Regions from separate parts of the Mus musculus genome. Here region 2 is linked to region 1. A link is a contact called in public HiChIP or PLAC-seq data. All regions are on one chromosome and are shown on one strand. The core of a region is the stretch at or near the end of the contact, and the rest is flanking DNA. Distances in the headings are between cores, read along the strand shown. Region 1 has its middle 16 kb from the start of Slc28a2. Region 2 has its middle 11 kb from the start of Gm34325.

Region 1 (5,163 bases), core at 2,348-4,847:
AAGCCACAATTACTCTGATACCTAAACCACAAAAAGACCCAACAAAGATAGAGAATTTCAGAACAATTTCCCTTATGAATATCGATGCAAAAATCCTCAATAAAGTTCTCGCTAACCGAATCCAAGAACACATCAAAACAATCATCCTTACTGACCAAGTAGGTTTCATCCCAGGGATGCAGGGTTCGTTCAATATACGGAAATCCATCAACGTAATCCATTATATAAACAAACTCAAAGACAAAAACCACATGATCATCTCATTCGATGCGGAGAAAGCATTTGACAAAATCCAACACCCATTCATGATAAAAGTCTTAGAAAGATCAGAAATTCAAGGCCCATACCTAACCATGATAAAAGCAATCTACAGCAATCCAGTAGCCAACATCAAAGTAAATGGTGAGAAGCTGGAAGCAATCCCACTAAAATCAGGGACTAGACAAGGCTGTCCACTCTCTCCCTACCTATTCATCATTGTACTTGAAGTCCTAGACAGAGCAATTTGACAACAAAAGGAGATAAAGGGGATACAAATTGGAAAGGAAGAAGTCAAAATATCACTTTTTGCAGATGATATGATAGTATATATAAGTGACCCTAAAAATTCCACCAGAGAACTCCTAAGCCTGATAAACAGCTTCAATGAAGTAGCTAGATATAAAATTAACTCGAACAAGTCAACGGCCTTTCTGTACACAAAGGATAAAGAGGCTGAGAAAGAAATTAGGGAAACACCACCCTTCTCAATAGTCACAAATAATATAAAATATCTTGGCATGACTCTAACTAAGGAAATGAAAGATCTGTATGATAAGAACTTCAAGTCTCTGAAGAAAGAAATTAAAGAAGATCTCAGAAGATGGAAAGATCTCCCATGCTCATGGATTGGCAGGATCAACATTGTAAAAATGGCTATCTTGCAAAAAGCAATCTACATATTCAATGCAATCCCCATCAAAATTCCAACTTAATTCTTCAACGAATTAGAAAGAGCAATCTGCAAATTCATCTAGAATAACAAAAACCCTAGGATAGCAAAAACTCTTCTCAAGGATAAAAGAACCTCTGGTGGAATCACCATGCCTGACCTAAAGCTGTACTACAAAGCAATTGTGATAAAAACTGCATAGTACTGGTATAGCGACAGACAAGTAGACCAATGTAACAGAATTGAAGACCCAGAGATGAACCCCCACACCTATGGTCATTTGATCTTTGACAAGGGAGCTAAAACCATCCAGTGGAAAAAAGACAGCATTTTCAACGAATGGTGCTGGCACAACTGGCAGTTATCATGTAGAAGAATACGAATTGATCCATTCCTATCTCCTTGTACTAAGGTCAAATCTAAGTGGATTAAGGAACTCCACATAAAACCAGAGACACTAAAACTTATAGAGGAGAAAGTAGGGAAAAGCCTCGAAGATATGGGTACAGGGGAAAAGTTCCTGAATAGAACAGCAATGGCTTGTGTAGTAAGATCGAGAATCGATAAATGGGACCTCATAAAGTTGCAAAGCTTCTGCAAGGCAAAAGACACAGTCAACAAGACAAAAAAGACCACCAACAGATTGGGAAAAGATCTTTACCTTCCTAAATCAGATAGAGGACTAATATCCAATATATATAAAGAACTCAAGAAGGTGGGCTCCAGAAAATCAAATAACCCCATTAAAAAATGGGGCTCAGAGCTGAACAAAGAATTCTCACCTGAGGGATACTGAATGGCAGAGAATCACCTGAAAAAATGTTCAACATCCTTAATCATCAGGGAAATGCAAATCAAAACAACCCTGAGATTCCACCTCACACCAGTCAGAATGGCTAAGATCAAAAATTCAGGTGACAGCAGATGCTGGCGAGGATGTGGAGAAAGAGGAACACTCCTCCATTGTTGGTGGGATTGCAAGCTTGTACAACCACTCTGGAAATCAGTCTGGCGGTTCCTCAGAAAATTGGACATAGTAATACCAGAGGATCCCGCAATACCTCTCCTGGGCATATATCCAGAAGATGTGCCAACCGGTAAGAAGGACACATGCTCCACTATGTTCATAGCAGCCTTATTTATAATAGCTAGAACCTGGAAACCCAGATGCCCCTCAACAGAGGAATGGATACAGAAAATGTGGTACATTTACACAATGGAGTACTACTCAGCTATTAAAAAGAATGAATTTATGAAATTCCTAGGCAAATGGATGGACCTGGAGGGCATCATCCTGAGTGAGGTAACACATTCACAAAGGAACTCACACAATATGTACTCACTGATAAGTGGATATTAGCCCAGAAACTTAGGATACCCAAGATATAAGATACAATTTGCTAAACGCATGAAACTGAAGAAGAACGAAGACCAAAGTGTGGACACTTTGCCCCTTCTTAGAATTGGGAACAGAACACCCATGGAAGGAGTTACAGAGACAATGTTTGGAGCTGTGATGAAAGGATGGACCATTTAGAGACTGCCATGTCCGGGACTCATCCCATAATCAGCTTCCAAACGCTGACACCATTGCACACACTAGCAAGATTTTGCTGAAAGGACCCAGATAGAGCTGTCTCTTGTGAGACTATGCCGGGGCCTAGCAAACACAGAAGTGGATGCTCACAGTCAGCTATTGGATGGATCACAGGACCCCCAATGGAGGATCTAAAGAAAGTACCCAAGGAGCTAAAGGGATCTGCACCCCTATAGGTGGAACAACATTATGGACTAACCAGTACCCCGGAGCTCTTGACTCTAGCTGCCTATGTATCAAAAGATGGCCTAGTCGGCCATCACTGGAAAGAGAGGCCCATTGGACAGGCAAACTTTATATGCCCCAGTACAGGGGAATGCCAGGGCCAAAAAGTGGGAATGGGTGGTTAGGGGATTGGGGGGGGGAGGGTATGGGGGACTTTTGGGATAGCATTGGAAATGTAAATGAGGAAAATACCTAATAAAAATATATATTAAAAAATACTAAAAAAAAAAGAAAAAGAAAAGAAAGCTGGTAACACTTGGCTGAAAGGGGACAAGCTGAAGAATGAAGGACATTGTTGAGAAACAGAGTAAGAGATGTTGGGATACTTAATAAAGTAGTTAAGGGGCGCAGAGGGGGCCGCTTTGTTGAGCTTGCAGTGTTTGGAATTGACTTGGTCCTCCTTTGCTTAACTACGATAACAGCATCCTTTTCTCTTTCTCCAAGCCTTTGAGTGTGGTTACTTTTCTCTTCAGTCTGAAGAAAAAGTCCTTTCAGTGCCTTCTGTAGACCTTGGTTTAGTGGTTATCGATTTCCTTAGCTTCCTTTTGTCGTGGAACGGTTTTCTTTCTCCTTCGGTTATGAGATAACTTGATGGGGAGATCAGCTGTTATCTTGTGGACCTACCTTTATATATGACTTGGCCTCTCTCTTGTACTTTTCAACGTGCTTTCTTCATTTGTGCCTTTAGTGTTTTAACTATGAAGACGACCTGGGAACTTCTTTAGTGGTCCTGCCTGTTTGCTGTTCTGTACACTTGCTGTGCCTTGATGCACATCTCTTTCCCTAGACTTTAGAAGTTTTCTGATATTTCTGAGTTTCGTTTCAGTTTCTCTTCAATATTGCTTTTCGTTACTGTTTCATTTCCACATCCCGTTTTGACTTCCTTATTTAACGCAGCTGTTTTATTCTCCTGGGAATTCATTCAGGAGCTTATTTGTGTCCTCCTTTTATTTCTTTGAGGATATTTATAATCGTTCTTAGAATTCTTTGTCTGGGATTTCATTTAAGTCATTCTCCTTGGGGCCATTACTGCATTTTGTAACTTTGAGAGAAGATTTTACTGAAAATGTTTCCAATGCCTTCGTCACGGAATCCTTCTCCTTTGTCCATGCCTGTAAATAACAGCTACAGGTTTTTTTTTTTCATAGTATCCAGAGATCTCACAGCTTCGATTAGTAATTATTTTTTTATTAATTTGTCGTTGTCCCTGACAAAGTGCTCCAATTCCTCTGTGTTGTCCTCAATGCCTGATAGTCTGTGTTCCTTGTGGTTCACTCTACCTCTGAGGCTGTCCCACGATCTTTTTATCTGGTGGAGTGAATATTTCACTTCAGTTTCTATTTAGTATTTCTATCTCTTTATTGTTACATTTTCACATCCTGTATTGACTTCCTTATTTAATTCACTTGTTTTTGTTCTCTTGGGAATTCATTGAGGAGCTTACTTGTGTCCCTTCCTTTATTTCTTTGAATGTATTTATAATCATTCTTTACAGTTCTTTGTCTGGTTTTTCATTTAAATCACTGTTATTGGTGCCATTACTGCATCGTGTAGCTTTCAGAGAAGATACATCCTCTTGTTTTCTCGGGTTACTTATGTTTTTAAATTGGAATTTACAAATTGATTGGTTTGGGTTTTTTTTTTAACTTTTAAATTTTTAATTCACCTTTCTTTTTTTAGTGGAGGTGTTTGCAGTGCCTTGGAAGAACTAGGTTTTAGTAAGACCGGGGTGTCATTCCTCTGGTAGATGGTTGTTGGGAGCACCAGCATCTATCCTTAATACTTCCCTCAGAGGAGCATGCTACTCTGAAACAATACTCACTCTCCAGGGATAAAGCTGTGAAAATGGATTGATAGCAAATTAAAAAATCAATTAGCCCTTAAACACCAATCATTTTAGGGAATAAAAGAAGACTGATAATATCACGTGTGATGATATACTAGTTACTGTGAATACGAGTGGAAAGAAAAAGAAAGGAAAAAGAAACAGATTGGCTCTCATGATTAGTGTTGGGTTGATGAGGAGAGAGGTGAGGACACTGATAGGAGAAGTAAAGGTTCAGGCCTGTGAGGGGTCTGACTAAACTAGACTGAAAAGAAGAGAGGGAAAGTCTGCAATGATGAGATCGCAGAGTGGTGATAGAAACTGAAGGTCAGGGCCCGATAGGAGACCTTTAGGTCATAGGGTGAGCCCTGAAGGAAATTGTGAAACTCTGCTCTCCAGCCCTTCCCACTTGTTTCTGGCTATAAAGTGAATGTTTTTGCCTGAGATGTATATGGTTACATAAGGCAAAATCCAATGGGGCTAACCTCTCATAATCTGAAGCTTCAAAAGCTAAGCCATAATAACTCTGATATTTTAATAAGTTGATTACCTTAGGAATTCATTACAGTGGAAGCTGACTAACAT
Region 2 (4,848 bases), core at 920-3,419, 150 kb before region 1:
CGGCTCGGTCAGCTCCTGGGCAGAAAGGAGGAGAGAACAGGGGGAGAGGGCAGCACTGGATGGTTCTCACACTGGCAAGAGTCCTTGGTCCAGTTCCTGGCTGGAGCACAGGAAGGCCTTCCAGCGGGAGGTTAGATGGGGCTCCTTAGGGGAAAGCCTATCCCATCGTTCAAGCATGACGGGCCTTGATGAGCAGAGACAGTCTATGGTTTTAGAGCTTTATTGTAGAAAGGCAGGGGGAAGGAGAAAAGGTAGAAAAAGAGAGGCTGGCCATGGCTAAACACTGGTCCTGGCTGCCTTGAGGATGAGGAGATTCTCATGCAGACCAAGTGATGCTATGTAACCTTGCCCTTCCCCCAAGTTATCACTTATTGGTGAATAAAGATGCCTACAGTCTATAACTGGACAGAAGACGGGCAGGGTTTGGTTCCTGGGCTTGGAGTCCAATGCAGGAGACCGCAAGAGAGTGGAGAGAAGATGGAGTAGGTGAGTCATGAAAACATGGCCATGAGGGCTACCCAATTGAAGTTAATAATTGGAACATGGCAAATTAAATAACTTGGGGTTATTGAGAGGAGAGTAGATGCTAATAGCTAAGAGGGTAGATATCTGCCCTCTAGTTCTAGCTCTAGTGCTTTAAAGGCTTATCATAAGTAAAAAAGGTTTTGTGTCTTTTATCTGGGAACTAATGGGTAGAAACTCTCAATTAATATTAAATATTTACCACAACAAATTGGAGAAAGGAGAGAAGACATCTATGTTTCATATTGACTTTCACAGAATTTTCACTGTGAATACAGCAACCCTGCCCACCACTGTGACTTGTATTTTTATCTCAGACACTTTTATCCATTCAGAGGTTTCTAGTGCCCCATCACTTGCGCTTCCCTCACTGATGGTTTACTGGTTACCATTCTGTTGGGAACTAAAAAGGGGGCCCTGGGGAAGTGGGGGAAGGGAGAAAGACCCACGCCCCTCCAGAGTTCCACCTATTCTCTGGTCAGTCAGGCATGGGAGGACTGCCATACATCTTCTGCTCATTCCTGGGTGGGCATCCTCTAGCCCATTCTTCGGGGGGTGGCTAAGGGACAGCCCTACCTGGGATTCCCAGAGCTACCTTGCTAAAGTCCCAAAGTTATAGGAGAGAGGTATGAGGGAAGAGGTTCCCAACATCTGCGAGTGTGCGCACAGTGGATCTTGATGAGAAGAGACTCTCTATGGTTTTAGAGCTTTATTATAGAAATTCAGGGGAAAAAAGAGAAGGGAGGGGGCTAGAGAGGAAGAGAGAGGGGGGAGCAGAGGAGAGGAGAGGAGAGGAGAGGAGAGGAGAGGAGAGGAGAGGAGAGGAGAGGAGAGGAGAGGAGAGGAGAGGAGAGGAGAAGACAAAGAGAGAGGAAAGAGGAGAGAGGAGTGAGAGAAGTGAGAGGTAAGAAAACAAAGGGGTGAGAGACAAGTAAGAGAGCAAGGTGGGGCTGAGCAGCCCTTTTTATGGTCTTCACTGTTGCTAGGTAACTGGGGAGGAGTTTAGCCTGAAGGTCAGAAGCTTGAGCCATTGCCTACGTGACTTCTAGCCATACTTCTCTTGTGTGTTTGGGGGTTGGGGGGAGGCAACTTAGGCAGGGGCCAGAGTTCCAGGAGCATAAGGGAACGCCTACTGTGTCACATAGGTGAATTATCACTATTTCCGGGGTTCAGACCTCAGCTCAACTGGAGGCCAGCCTGTCTGTGCAGAGCCCAATGCCCCACACCACTCCACTAAGTCAGATTCCACTCTTGCATCTGCTCCATGGCTTTCAGAAGGTGGTCGCTGTTTTCATTTTGCCCAGTGTCTTTGTCCTTGTGTGTTTGTACAGTTTGACATAATTGTCATTTTAGAGGGTGTGGGACAGGCAGCAGAAACAAAAAGATGTTCATTCAATCACATCTAACTAGGATACCTGCAACGTCTAGTTCTGTTATTTAAAATGCACTTTAAGCAAGGAAGGAGTAGATGAATAACTGACCATGATATTGAGGTGTTACATCCTGGGAAGTTTATGGGAAGAAAAGGAAGAGTCTGTCTAGGAGACGCTTCACTGAAGAGATAAACTCTTAACAAGTAAGCTTGAAGGCTTCTGTCCCTCCCTCCCTCTCCTCCCTTCAGTACTGGCACACTAGGGGGTGCTGCCTACCAAGAAGTCTCAGCGGCACCCCACTGAGCCTCTCCTGTTAGTTCTTTCAGAACCCAATGAGCTGCTTCCCAGAACTCCAGCCTTCAATTTCCCACTTGATAGCCCTGCAGGCAGAGCAAGGGGACAAACTTCATCAGTCAATGGTGTAGGCCAGTCCTCTATTCTGCTAGAAAACCTAGCTATCAGTAAGAGAGATGGATGCACTTCCAAATTGGTTACTTCTTTCGAAATCCTTTCTCAGCCCAAGGGACAGTAGCTGCCCTATTCCTCTGCTGTTCCTGTATTCTGTTACCCCTAATGGTTTTCTTCATTTTACCATAGTATAATTCTTTTTCAAACCATTTAAGATTTTTTTTATTATAAAACTTTCCAGGCAAATGCAAAAGGGGGGAGTCCAGGTGCCCAGCTCCCAGTTTCTCTCTGTGCATTAGTTTTATCCTGTCTACTCTTTCATGTCATATGGCTAGAGAATTTTAAATCAAACTCAGAGATCATGTCACATATGTCACCTCTAAATAATTCAATGTGCATCTCAAAAGAAATATGTGAATAAGCAGAGTGTGATGGCACTCAGCTGTACTCCAAGCACTTGGGAAGCCAATGCCGAAGGACCACTAGATCAACGTCAACTTTCACAATGAGACCTCATCTCAAAACAAGAAAAAGAGAACTATGCAAATAGGTTTTTTTGCATAATCACAATGCCATATCTTGTCCTTAATTCCTTAATGTCATTCAATATCCAAAATGCTAATTTCTTCTATTACCTAAGAAAAAACTGTAATTATCCTGTAGAGTCAAAATTAATAACAAAAAGTTACTCATTTAACTTAGTTACATCTCTTGAGATTCTTTTAAGTCTTGGAAGTTTTGTGCATCTCTCAGTCTAGTGCAGTATCACCCCCCCCCCCATTTTACTTCTGTTTGAATTGATTTATTGATAGAGTGAGAGTCCAACACCAAGACCCTCTTCTGGTATTAGAGATGTTACTTTATTCATCTGTTTTATCTTATACATGCAATATTTGCACTAGAGGTAAAAATAATTTTTTTAAAAAGTATTTTATGTGTATGAATATTTTGCCTGCATATATGTCTGTGCACCACAGCATGTCTGTGCTTACGATCCCCTAGGACTGGAGGTACAGAGAAGATTGTCTCCCCTCAGCCCTCCTTCATGTAACATGTGGGTGCTGGGAATCATACCTGAGTCCTCTGGAAAGGTAACAAGTGTTCTTAAACATTAAACCAACTCTCCAGACCCTTCTGATTATGATTCTCAAGATCTCCCTGGGTAGGGAGATGTCTCAGTGGATAGTGTTTGGTGTTCAAACATGAGGACCTAAGTTCAGATCCCTAGGACCCATGTAAAAGATGGGTGTGATTATGAGCATAAACAATCTAGTTTCTTCACTAGCCAGCCAGAATCCAGGGGAAAATGGGAACACTAGGTTCAGTGAGAGGTCCTTTCTAGAGGAAATGAGGCAGAGAGATTGAGCGGGACACCTGAGCTCCTTTTGCCTCTGCACATATCTAGGCATGCATAATTGTACATCCATGCACACACACACACACACACACACACACACACACACACACACAAATTCCTTCTAGGTAGTGCTGTACTTTCTATGCACCGATAATGGTACACATAATGTTAATTGTTTTAGTTCTTGTGGCTCTAAGATTGATCTTTGAAGCGAGATATGGTGGTGCATACATATAAAGGAAGATCTTGTGCTTCAGGCCAGCATGAGCTACACAGGAAACCTTGTTTCAAACAATCCAAAGCCAATTTATTTTTAACTAATTTCAGGCTTAAGGAAATGTTACAGAAACAACTTATCATTTCCTCATAGCTTTGTCTAATGCTAGCATCTTATATAAGTATCACCATCAAGAACAAGAGGTCAACCGCAGTATAATGCTATTATCTAGAGCACAAAACTTATTTGAATATTAGGATATTTCCACTTCCATTTGTTTTTGTTCTAGGAGTTTATACATTAAATTTAGTTTCATTTTGCTTCATCAAGAATATTTTTTTTTTAGTGGTAGGACAAAATACCAGACAGAAGCAACTTAAGGGAAGGGCCATTCATTTTTTACTATGCTTAATTCCCAAAGAATATTTTGTATGTTTTGAAACAATTTAATATTCAACATTAGGTATAGGATCCTCAGTTATGGATAGTATTCAATATTCATTAATGATATTTTTAGGATATGAAAAGATATGAATATAAAAGTTGAACAAATGTTTATGCATTATTTGATTCTCAAAATAATATTATTAATGTTTGGTATATAAAATACATTTAAATAATAAAAATTTATGAAAGGAAAAAAAAGAATATATTTTTAGTGGTAGGACAAAATACCAGACAGAAGTGACTTAGGGGAAGGGCCACTTGTTTTAACCAGTCTCAGGATGAGAAAAGTACAGCAGTGATCACAGCAGTGAGGACAGCCCTGTCCACTGCAGCGGGAGAGAAGGCAACTTGCTCATAACTTAGTGATTGGCCAGCGAGCTCAGGCTGAAACTGGAGCCAGATCTGATCCTCTCCTGGGCCATCTAGACCCCATGTCCAGAAGGTTCCACAACCTTCTGAAATATCACTACCAGCTAGAAACAAGTGTTTATTTAAAATAAGCCCACAGGAGACATTTCACACTC

Evidence for each region. HiChIP or PLAC-seq counts read pairs in DNA pulled down with a chosen protein or histone mark.
Region 2: a contact with region 1 is called in an H3K4me3 HiChIP or PLAC-seq map of bone marrow-derived macrophages, with 3 times the contacts expected there. The contact joins two enhancer-like sites. A contact is called at or near these places in 1 of 484 Hi-C or Micro-C datasets (bone marrow-derived macrophages) and 1 of 115 datasets of contacts at active chromatin or transcription factors (bone marrow-derived macrophages).

What each region holds. Positions count from the first base shown.
Region 1 is chr2:122,407,570-122,412,732 of GRCm38.p6, reverse strand. No RefSeq gene overlaps it. Among named protein-coding and RNA genes, the nearest start is that of Slc28a2, 16 kb to the left of the region's middle. Within about 2 kb of position 3,597, at least 39 of the 459 cell types and tissues checked have an H3K27ac peak or open chromatin away from gene starts, as enhancers often do. A contact at or near this core is called in bone marrow-derived macrophages, where this site is marked.
Region 2 is chr2:122,555,837-122,560,684 of GRCm38.p6, reverse strand. No RefSeq gene overlaps it. Among named protein-coding and RNA genes, the nearest start is that of Gm34325, 11 kb to the left of the region's middle. Within about 2 kb of position 2,169, at least 2 of the 459 cell types and tissues checked have an H3K27ac peak or open chromatin away from gene starts, as enhancers often do. A contact at or near this core is called in bone marrow-derived macrophages, where this site is marked.